Linked DNA regions of Oryctolagus cuniculus: region 2 is linked to region 1. The links are chromatin contacts, called in public Micro-C maps. All regions are on one chromosome and are shown on one strand. Each heading gives the region's core, a stretch centred on a gene start, on an enhancer-like site or on the middle of the called end of the contact. The rest is flanking DNA. Distances are from core to core; before and after follow the strand shown.

What was found. A called contact is a pair of places that touch in the nucleus more often than the background predicts.
Region 2: a Micro-C map of ear pinna shows a contact between it and region 1, with 5 times the contacts expected there. The contact joins two enhancer-like sites. A contact is called at or near these places in 6 of 6 Hi-C or Micro-C datasets (ear pinna, embryonic fibroblasts, liver and 3 more).

The regions. Positions count from the first base shown.
Region 1 is chr20:21,198,650-21,204,371 of mOryCun1.1, forward strand. It overlaps TMED10 (transmembrane p24 trafficking protein 10), which reads right to left. Exons shown (of 6, transcript NM_001082408.1): 3 at 5,095-5,206; 4 at 3,091-3,164. Among named protein-coding and RNA genes, the nearest start is that of NEK9, 21 kb to the left of the region's middle. Within about 2 kb of position 3,757, at least 5 of the 8 cell types and tissues checked have an H3K27ac peak or open chromatin away from gene starts, as enhancers often do. A contact at or near this core is called in ear pinna, where this site is marked.
Region 2 is chr20:21,326,701-21,332,289 of mOryCun1.1, forward strand. No RefSeq gene overlaps it. Among named protein-coding and RNA genes, the nearest start is that of FOS, 12 kb to the left of the region's middle. Within about 2 kb of position 2,186, at least 8 of the 8 cell types and tissues checked have an H3K27ac peak or open chromatin away from gene starts, as enhancers often do. A contact at or near this core is called in ear pinna, where this site is marked.

The DNA.
Region 1 (5,722 bases), core at 2,507-5,006:
AAAGCAACAAGCGTTCTTTAAGGAATTCAAGCTGTAAGACTTTACGCTGCTGTGCGATCTGGCAGGTGTTCTGTCTACACAGCAATGCCCCAGTGCATGAATTAAGTCAAGCCTCCATAACAGCTCAGGTGGGTGGAGTGGTACTCTGCCTGGCTACGATGACCCTGACTGCCTTTGAATTTTGTAAGGCCATATGGGATTTCAGAAATAAAAAGTCCACATAATCGGGGGAGCAATGTACTGGAAGAGAAGGGAATTGAAGGAACGCACTACTTCTTGAATTGTAATACTGACGCCAGAGGGTCCAGACCCCCTGGAGATAGAGGTTCTCTGTCATTGTCAGGGCCAGAGAGCCAAATGCTTCAAAAGCTCGACACAGGCTCTGGTCATTAACTAGGGAACAAAGTGCTTCTGGTATCCGTGTTCTTGTCACAGATATGAGTCCAGGGACACCAACAGCCATTCTAAGCAAGGTTCCAGGGAGACACAGACTGCTCTTCTACTTGTGTCATGACCACTCCTCCTCTGCCTCTGTCTGGCCTGCTGTCTGGGGCCCGGAGGAAAGTGGCGGGGGAGTTTCTCAGGGAAGGAACAGAAGCTCAGAGCTGTGTGGTAACCATGTGCGTAAAGAAAGGCTCAGGACGTGCCAGACGCGGAAGCAGGAAGCAGGCAGAGGAAGCCCTGTGGTTTCCTTTCTGCTAGGGATTCCCTTCTTGGGTTAAGGAAGAGGTCAAGAAGATAAAGCCCCTTTCCCAAGGCCGACGCAGTCCAAGAATGGTGGCAATTCCAGGAAGCGCAGCAGCTCCAAAACGTCACAGCACAGTGGTGTCCAGGTGGTTCTTTGTGTAAACCCCTGGAATGGCACATTTTCAAAGGTAGCAAGCTCGGCCTGATGGCTCGTAAGGCAGCAGGTGTCCTGTTATTCAACATAAACCCCTTAGTGCTAGCCATTGCGTTAGAGAAAAGGTTCCAACAGGTAGAATTCCGTAGAGCAGGAATTTAGAGATTGGACTGTGGCGGGGAATGGCAGCAGGAAACACAAACTAGAAACCCTGCTACTCATTCTTCCACCTCTGACTGTAACGACCCTCCTCTTACTGTTCTATACGTTAGAATAGCCTTCACATACATTATACTATATCAATACAATTTCATTCTTCTGAATCAGAAAAGTTTCAAAAGATTGCTTAGGCGCAGGCTAGTAGCATGGTGGTTATGATGCTGTCTGGGACTCCTGCATCCCCTGTCGGAGGGCCTGGGTTCAAGTCTCGCTCTGCTCCCAATTCCAGCTTCCTGCTAAAGCGCATGGTCAGAGGCAGCAGGTGATGGCTCAGGTAACTGGGTCCCACCACTGCCACCCACATGGGAGACTTAGACTGAGTTCTGGGCTCCTGGTCTTGGCCTGGTCCAGTCCTGTGTTATTGCAGGCATTTAGAGAGTGAACCAGCAAATGAGAGAGCTATCTCTCTCGAAGTGAAAAATAAACAAATGAAAATGTTAAAAAATTTTCAATTTACTCTTCAGTTGATCAAATAAAGAGGCTCTCTTGCTTTATTTCTTGTAATTAAACGACCCTAAAGACAGAAACAAGCAATTCACACAGTTCCTACCCGGAACTCTCTTTTGATCATTACTGTCTCACTTGCTCATACTTACTGCTTCCAAATAACTCTATCCAGTTTCACTCAATTGAACACTTGAACAAGGGAGAAAAAGAAAAGACCCAAAGAACTGCCATTGTTGGACTCTTTCCCGTTGGGAATGAACCGGTCACTTCCAGCCTTCTTCCATTTCAAGATCCTTCCCTTCCGAAGCCCTGACCAGAGCGACTGCTCCTGTTTCACTATTCCTGGAAAATTCTCCCAGATCACCGATGCAACTTTCATTTATTTCACTGATATTCTTCAAAAGTCATACATTTCCTGCACCCACTTCTCCCTGCCCTCAGGTACCGTTCTGCTGGGTAAAAAATATTCTTATCTTGTGTAAAGATCAATTCTCTGGGCTTAAACAGTGCTGTGGTTTTTCAAACGTGCTCTTCATTTGAAGAACCAACATTCTGTGCTGCCCCCAGGGTCCCTCCAACAGCTATGACAAAGGCGGCTCCTCATTTGAACCACACCCCCCTCCAGCCGCCAGGACCGAAATGCCAGCTCTCCTTACTCTACAGACCCCCCTGCTGTGGGCGCCAGGCGCGTGCTGTGGCGTCACTCACTCTCACTACCCCTGGTCTCCTGAAGCTTCTTCCTCCTCCTTGCCCTCTGAAATTTAACTGAAAGCTGTTTTTGACTATTATTTCTTTTTTTTTTTTTTTTTTTTTTTGACAGGCAGAGTGGACAGTGAGAGAGAGAGACAGAGAGAAAGGTCTTCCTTTGCCGTTGGTTCACCCTCCAATGGCCGCCGCGGCCGGCGCGCTGCGGCCGGCGCACCGTGCTGATCCGATGGCAGGAGCCAGGAGCCAGGTGCTTTTCCTGGTCTCCCATGGGGTGCAGGGCCCAAGCACCTGGGCCATCCTCCACTGCACTCCCTGGCCACAGCAGAGGGCTGGCCTGGAAGAGGGGCAACCAGGACAGAATCCGGCGCCCCGACCGGGACTAGAACCCGGTGTGCCGGCGCCGCTAGGCGGAGGATTAGCCTAGTGAGCCGCGGCGCCGGCCTTTGACTATTATTTCTTACAGACAGCACAGTTGTTCAAGATAAAAATGCTCTGACCTGCCCCCCCCCCCCCGCCCCGCCCTCTTATACGTATCTGTCCTTCCTGGAGAATGTCTTAGGAATGACAAAACAATCCCTTTTCTTGGCCTCGGATGTTGCCACACAAGTGAGCTCCAGCTTTTACAAAGTCTAATGCTACAGATCCGGCGTCTGCCTCGAGAGCTGGCGCGTGTGCGTGAGTGTTTTATCACACTAATATTTCTACGGGACAGTTGGCTCAATCCTCCGGCCGACAGACCAGCCAGGACTGCTCAGGCTGGCTGTCACGTGCCTGCCGAGAAACCGCTGCGTTCTGGGCAGCCCGTGGCCGGGCTGGGTCACAGGCACCCCGCGGCGCTGCCGCCCCGCCCCCGCACCGGGGCCAGCTGCACATACCTCTTCGTAATTTTTTGCCTCCACTCCGTGCTTCATGTCTAGGATCACGAGTTGGTCAGGTATCCGCCCTGTTCCTGAGAAAGAAATCAAAGGATTCATTGTGCGGAATATTTTAAATTCCGGGAAATCACCCGCCCACCCTCCTTCTCCCTAACCCCCACCCTCTCAATAGAGGGAAAACAGCCGCAACCCCTCCCCCTACTCAGCGGCAGAAAATTCCTGGCTCTGGCTAAGATCACAAACATTCCAGACAAAGCCTGGATCTGTGTGTGGGGCCGGGAAGCCGCGAGAACGTGCTGCTGGCAGAACACAGGGACTTGCCACCGGTGCTCCAGGGCAGTCGGAGAGGAGAGAGGAGAGGACACACAGGCATCTGGGGTGGAAAGAAAAGTCACAAGCCAGGCCAGCGTAAGACCACGAGGTGCGGAGACGGAGAACCACAGGCTGGGGGGACCAGCTTAGGCAAAAATGCCCATTTCTACATCTGACAAGATTGCTCTGTCAGATTCTGAGGGAGGTCAGGCTCAATTAGGAGCATATGCCAAGCTTGCATTTCCTTAATGCAAGCCTGAGTATTGAAAGGAGCAGAGCTTCTATCGAATATTCCACTTTACTACAAAAGCATAAGGTCCATTTCAACAGGAGAAGAAAACCTTATGGAGCTATTCCCACTAAACCTTTAGACAGAGAGCAAGGTGTTCCTTCTGCTGGTTCACTCCCCAAATGGCCGCAACAGCCAGAGCTGCGACGATCCAAAGCCAGGAGCCAGGAGCTTCTTCTGGGTCTCCCACGCGAGTGTAGAACCCAAGCACCTGCTTTCCCAGGCCACAGCAGAGAGCTGGATTGGAAGAGGAGCAGCCGGGACTTGAACCAGCGCCCACTGGGATGCTGGCGCTGCAGGTGGAGGATTAACCTACTACACCACAGCGCAGGTCCCTCCTTCCTCATTTAAAAAGTTGTGAAACTCAAGTAGCTCATGTCCCACTTGGCCCAACTGATCAAGATAAATCACTTCCCAGCAGAGTCTTCCACTATCTCCCTGCTTGTCACGTCACACTGCTAGCATCATTCACACCCGACTGAAACCACAGAAGAACCGTAAGCCTATCCCTCTAGCTGACATGGTCCTAAAGGGTCTCCTTTGTGGAAAAAAGACCCTTTAGGAGTTCTGCTCTCTGAATTTGCCTGGTAAATAATTTTTTTCTTTTTAAAAAAGATTTAATTTGTCGGAGGAAAACTCCAAGGAAGATGCAGAGGTCCGCACGTCCCTCCCCACTCGTGCACTCTGTCTCCCCACTGCCCTCTCTCCCTAGAATGATGCATCTGTTACAAACAGTGAACCTGCAGCGCCCGGTCACTATCTCACTAAGCCCAGAGTTCACAGTCAGGTTCCCTCCTGCCAGAGACTCCAGCTGAAACGTCAGGACACAGGTACAGTAACAACATATCCACCAATATTTACTCCACCTAGAAAATCTCTTAAAACTACAAGGTGGCCGGCGCCGCGGCTCACCAGGCTAATCCTCCGCCTTGCGGCGCTGGCACACGGGGTTCTAGTCCTGGTCAGGGCGCCAGATTCTGTCCTGGTTGCCCCTCTTCCAGGCCAGCTCTTTGCTGTGGCCCGGGAGTGCAGTGGAGGATGGCTCTAGTACTTGGGCCCTGCACCCCATGGCAGACCAGGAGAAGCACCTGGCTCCTGCCATCAGATCAGTGTGCTGCGCCAGCTGCAGCGCACCGGCCGCGGCAGCCGTTGGAGGGTGAACCAACGGCAAAGGAAGACCTTTCTCTCTGTCTCTCTCTCTCACTATCCACTGCCTGTCAAAAAATAAAAAAATAAATAAAAAAAAAATTAAAAAAAAAAAAAAAAAAACGAAACACAAGGTATCAGGTTTCCACCTGACAATAAACACCGCAAGGGCAACTAGGAATCAAGTGTTGGCCACAGCAGGGGGTGATTCGAGTTGGAGGCCATGCCTAGTCCAGGCAAACACGCTGATTACTTACCCTTGCTCTCAAAACACACTTCAAACATGTCATAGTCTTCCGTGGTAAAGGCAAATTTCCCCTTGGATGCATCCTCCTTGGAGTACAGGATGTGGCCAGCAGAGTCTGTGATCTAAAATGGAAAAGAACAGGCAGCAGGTAACTCTCAGGCAGGGCTCTCAGAGAACTGGGGAGGGCCGGCGCTGGAGATGCCTGCAGCCCATATCTGAGTGTTGGCTGGAGTCCCGGCTCCTCTGCTTCTGACCCAGTTTCCTGCTAACACGCCTGGGAAGGCAGCAAATGATGGCCCAAGTACTTGGATTCCTGCCACCCATGTGGGAGACCAAATGGAATTTCTGGTTGGTGGCTTCAGCCTAGCCCAGCCCTGGTTGTTGCAGGCATTTGGGGAGTGAATGAGTGCATGGATGATCTTTCTCTGTGTGTCACTCTGCCTTTCAAGTAAATCTTTAAACCCAACCATACCACAGGCTAACATCTGTTCTCACCAGGGGATGTCCTACCACACCAAAACGTGGACCCAGCCAGTGTTCCAAATTACATAAATAGGGTTTATTGGCAAAAAGTTACTTTATATAGACATAACCTATACATATCACAAAAGTGAAGGTGGACAATTACCAGAAGAATC
Region 2 (5,589 bases), core at 936-3,435, 130 kb after region 1:
ATGGGCGCCAGTTCAAGTCCTGGCTGCTCCTCTTCCGATCCAGCTCTCTGCTGTGGCCTGAGAAAGCAGTAGAAGATGGCCCAAGTCCTTGGTCCCCTGCACCCACGTGGGAGACCCGGAGGAAGCTCCTGGCTCCTGGCTCCTGGCTCAGGCCCCTGCGGTCAGTTGGGGAGTGAACCAGCGGATGGAAGACCTCTCTGACTCTACTTCTCTCTGTAACTCTTTCAAATAAATAAAATACATCTTTTTTTTTTTTTTTAAAGAGTTGAATGGAAGAGGGAGTCTTTGGGGAGATGGCCACTGAGCTCAGCTATGAAAGTACAGGGACTTTGCAAACCACAGGGAGGAGAGAGTGCAGGCAGAGCCCACAGCACCCCAAGGCACAGAGCCTGCAGCAGCTCTATGTGGGGGTGGGGTTCAGAGCAGGAGGAGAGAGTGGAGAGGGCACAGGACAAAACATCCGTAAGTACCTTGGATTTCAGTTACATCAATGTTGTGGCATCAAGGGGAGGGGCTGAGGTGGGTCAAGAAGAGGCAAACTGTGGGCAGATCCTGAGGGGCCCAGTGTTTACTTAGCTGGGTTGTGTGTAGGCTGACCCAAGGCAGTGGTGCTGGGAATGCAGGGAGAACAAGCGGTAATTAGGGGGTAGGACTGTCGGCCTCCGTGATTGAGTGGATGTGGGAGGGGAGGCAGAGCGAGGAATCCAGTGCACTCCCAGGTGTACCAGGAAGGCCAGAGGCTCCCCCAGCCACCTCATGACTATAGGAAGAGCAGGCTTCCAGGGTAACAACAGATCCATTGCATGTCGGAGGAGCCGGGTTAGTGACGTCTGCGGAATCTCTGGGGGAGAAGGGGACATCTGAGGTTGCACAGGAGAAGTTCTGTGATCTCAGATCCTGCAGCTGGTCGGGAGGCAGGTGGCTGGGTGGGCACCTGCAGGCCCAGGGTCTAAGGTGGGTAACAGCTAAAGTGTCCCGCGTGCTTGCTGCAGACCCTGTGTGCCGTGCACCTCACAGGCGCGTGCTTGGCTCCTGTATCACACGCTTGGAGGATGCTCTCACTGAGCCCACAGAACAGTCCTAGGAGGCAGACAGCACTACCCGCTGAGAATTTAAAAGGCACACGACATCAATCAAGTTGGTTTGCTTTTTTACGATCACCACCACGGGCTCTACATGTTGTCTGACAAAATACTCCCTCCAGAAAAAGTGGCTGTTTTCAGCTTTCAGCAGTCTCGGGATTCCTGCCGAGTTCGAATCCCATGTATGTGCAGCTTCATTTAAAAGTTACACATCCTTTAATAAACACTGTACTCCACACGGACCTGAACTCCCAGCGACTGTGACAGCCGGCGCCTGACATCCAGACGCTGCTGCAAGCCTCCACCTTACCGGGAAGCTTAATGGTTCAGAATAAACTGGGATTATTCTGGATGCATAGCGCATTCTTTTAAAACAGATTAAAAAAAAAACAGAAATAACACAGCGGCTGTGAAGACGAACTGATTTTGAGTGTCTCCAGTTGTCTGGGAAGATTTTTGTGCTTTAAAACTTTAAAACCGAAGAAGCACAATGTACTATTTCGTGAGTTTTTTTTTTTCTGTAAAAGCACGCCTGAGTGAACACACAGAAGTTTTAGAACATTTGCCCATTATCCTCGAAGTGGAAAATTCCTTTTACATCGTCCCTTAACCAAGAACACGAGAACAGCGCGGCTGCACGCTTCCGCAGGCGCTTCCACCGCCGCGCACGCTCGAGGCCCGCGGGCTTTCATTCAAAACCCTCACAGCTACTAAGACAGCGCCCGCTTTTGTGCGTCTGCTCCGGGGGGCGCACGCACACGGGAGACCCGTGGTGCTCACCCCGCCGAGTGGCAGGGCTGGGGTACCAGCCACGCGCACCACGCGACACCAACACCCTCGCGGGCTGGCGCGTTCCGGGGTGCGCCGCCAGCGCCCCCTCCGCACCCTCGCCGCACCCCAGTCCGCGTCGGTCCGACCGAGGCCTCTCCCGGCCCTTCCCAGCTTCCGGCCCTCCGCGCCAGGCCAGGTCGCGCGCGCAGGCGCTGCCGGGAGCTCGCGGGCCCTCTGTTTACTGTTTGGTTTCCAGGGCGACACGTAGGCGCCGTCAGCGCCGCCCGTCAGCGGCCCCGCGGCGCTGCCCCCACCGGCGCCGTGACGTCGGCGGCCGCTTCCGCTCTGCCCATATTCGGCGCGGCGGCGGAGGCGCGGGGCGGGAGGAGGCCGGGAGCGGGAGTCCCGCCGCGCGGCGCCGCGCCCCCTTCCCCGGGACCCGCGCGGAGACGGGCCGGGGCGGGGCGGGGGGCTCAGGGGACCCCGGGAAAGGTGCGGGGAGCTGGCGCTCGGCCGTGTCGCCGAGCTCTGCATTCGAGACCTTGGAAATCGGGGCTTCTGGGGTCCGGCCGGCTCCCCGCGGGGTGAATGACCTTGCGGTTGCGGGCCGCGTCCCGGGCTGCGGCGTCCCCTGCGGACGACCCCTCCCCAGGGTGCGGGGCCGTGCCGGGAGGACCCTGCAGGCCCAGGATGCGGGGTCTCTGGTTAGGCGCCTGCCCTTCGCTGGCCGGTGGCCGGATGCACTCCTGGCAGGTGACCTGCGCGTGTCGCCTACGCAGCCCGGACCCCCGCAGCCCCTGTTAGGGGCGGAGGGCACAGCGCGCTGGTGGAGAATCGCGCGGCGGGCGCTGGGAGGCGGCTGGCGAGGGTGCGGCAGTCTCCCCGGAGCCGGGGGCCCGCCCTCCGGCCGACCGGGCGCGCCTTTTCTAGAATTCCAGTGTTGGCAGGCGCATCGGAGACCGCTACCCACGTAACCTCTCTGAGCGACCTGCTGGGAGCAGCCGGTTCACGCATTTAAGTTAGCACCGTTAGAGTCAGGGTCCCGGGCTTCGAGCAGTGTCCCTGCGCCTCCTGCGGGCCATACGGCCCGGCTGGCCCTCTGGACACCTGAGCTCCCTAGGAAACGATGCACCTGGCGCGCACAGCCCCCGCCAGGGCCCGGGTGCGTGGCCAAAGGGTGTGTGCTCGCCGAGGCCGCTAGCGTCCCTCCCAGCGCAGGCCGGAGGGACCGGCTCCGCCCGGGGAGCCAGAGCCGGTCGTTGGTCACTTGGCACGGAGCGCTTCCCGGCGGGGACCGCGAGTGGCTCCAGCTCGCTCGGAGCCTTTCCTGCCGCTGCACCGGCTTTTCCTGGTTCGCAGGGGTCCCCGGCTGAGAGGACCGGTCTGTTTCATGCTGCTCTCTTCTCCCTCCCTTCCTCTGACACTCGCTTCTCCCCTGACTTCCAGGTTGGCTGCGCAGGTGGCCCCAAGCAGTGGACGCGCGCCCGCCCCGGGGCCGGCGGGAGCTGGGGCCTGAGCTCCCGCGCCGCAGCTCTGCCACCTGGCGGGCGTGCGAGGCACTGCGCCCTTCTCCCGCTCCGGAAGACTTGGTCCTTTTTCACGCTAATGGAAGTTGGGGGATTTGCAAGCAGAGAAAGCAGCAGCAGCAGAAAAACAAAACAGACACCCCCAAAACAAAACACACGAACCATCCCAGCCCTGTTCCTCTCCAGTGTGTTCCCGAGGAGCTGGTAGAGGCTGATGCAGAAAACATTGCTGTCGTTTTTCTTGCTGGGACTGCTACCCACCCCCAAACCCTGCCCCTTCGTTCACACCCTATTTCATGTTCCACCTCCTTCCTGGCAGCTTTTCTTTTTCTTTTTCTTTTTTTTAAAGGATTTATTTGAAAGGCAGAGTTGCAGAGAAGGAGGGAGGGCGAGAGAGAGAGTGAGAGCGAGTTTCCATCCACTGGTTCACTCCCCAAATGGCCATTCATAAACAGGGCTAGGCCAGGCTGAAGCCAGGAACTTGGAACTCCATCCGCGTCTCCCACGTGGGTGCAGGGTCCCAGCACTTGGGCCATCCTCTGCTGCTTTCCCAGGTGCATTAGCAGGGAGCTGGGCTGTAAGTGGCACCCATACCGAGTGCTGGCAGTGCCACAGGTAGTGGCTCAATTGCTGCTTTGAGAGCGTTTCTGATGCCCCCATCCTGTTCGTGTTTTGAAACGCGGCTGGTCACACGCAGCGTGCACTTGCCTGCTGTCTGCACTGCTGCTGTTGCTTTGAGGGTGGGGGCATGCCTGTGTGGTGTGCGTAGACCCCCATAATGCCCGACACAGGGCTGGGCACAAAAATAGACACTCAATAACTGATTAACTCATTAACTGATGGATGCAGAGACAACCCTACACCTTGGCTGAAGTCAACTTTCTAGAACGCTTAGTTCTTGGGAGGGGGGGATGGAGGAGCCAGGTAGTGATCTAATCGAGTGTCCCTTGCACAATAAGTAGTTTCACAAAGCGATTTCACCAGGGAGCGCCAACACTGCCCTGCACTGGGAGATGAGGAAGTGGAGGTATGAGGAGGGGGAGGGGGAGGGGGAGGAGGGGGGAGGAGGAGGGGGAGGAGGAGGGGGAGGAGGGGGACCAGGAAGGGTTGAGGCCAGAGACTTTGGAGGGGGCGCCTCTGCTCTGGGGTCAGAGATGCCCTACAGGCTCTAGAGGTGCTCCGTGTCCAGACCCAGTCACTCGCTGTGTGGCCGCCTTCCGGCTCCCGCCCGTCTCCGTGCCTCTGTTTTCTCATTCGTAGAAATGAGTGTCTGTCTGGAAGCAGCCCAGGTTAGAGGGTGGGGGAGCTGCTGCCTGCACAGAGCAGGGGCAGCACCCAGCGCAGAGCAAGCACGATGGGGTTTTTTCAGCTTAATGTCTTGATTCCCTTCTGCACCAATGTTTTTGGAGCAATGCGTATGCTTCGGGGTCAGGAGAGACTGAGGGGCCTCCTGTCTGTGTCAGCAGTCTTGGGACCCCGGGGCCTCATGCAGGAAGAGGACTGTGGTGTGGGCAGTCACTAAGGCCCAGAGGCTAGACTGCCGCTCTGGCTGCCCGCACTGCGCATCTGAGTGCCGCCTGCTCCACTCCCCATCCAGCTCCCTGCTGATGCGCCCCGGAAGACAGCGGATGACGGTCCAAGGACTTGGGTCCCTGCCACCCATGTGGGAGATCCGGATGGAGTTCCTAGCTCCTGGCTTTGGCCTGGCCCAGCTCCTACTGTCATGGGCATTTGGGAGTGAACCAACGACAGAAGATGTGTTTGTCTCTCTCTGTCAAATAGATAAATCTTAGAAAAGAAAGGCTGCTGTGAGTGTGGCCAGTGTGTGAAATGCCAGGCGCGTGTAGGGAGCTCAATGAGCAGAGGCTGTGGCTGCACTCAGGGAGGAGAGAGCCACACACACAGAACAGAGTTGCTAAACCCTTGGAGGTTTCATGAAGGATCAGGTGCATGAGCCCACCTGTACTATGGACAGGTGTACTTACAGGGGGCGCAGTGGTCCAGGCCGGGAGCGGCGGCCACAGCATCTGAAGAAGCTGGGAGTGGTCTGACTTGCACGGCAGTTCCAGGAACATTTTCTGCTCCAGGGCTGTGCTGAGGGTGTGGACCCAGCGGGGCTGGGTGCCAGCAGCTGCAGGCCCCTCCTGCCCTCCTTCTCGGGAGGGGAGACTCTAGGGGATGGTGGGGGCTGGGTGCGTGTGCATGGAGCC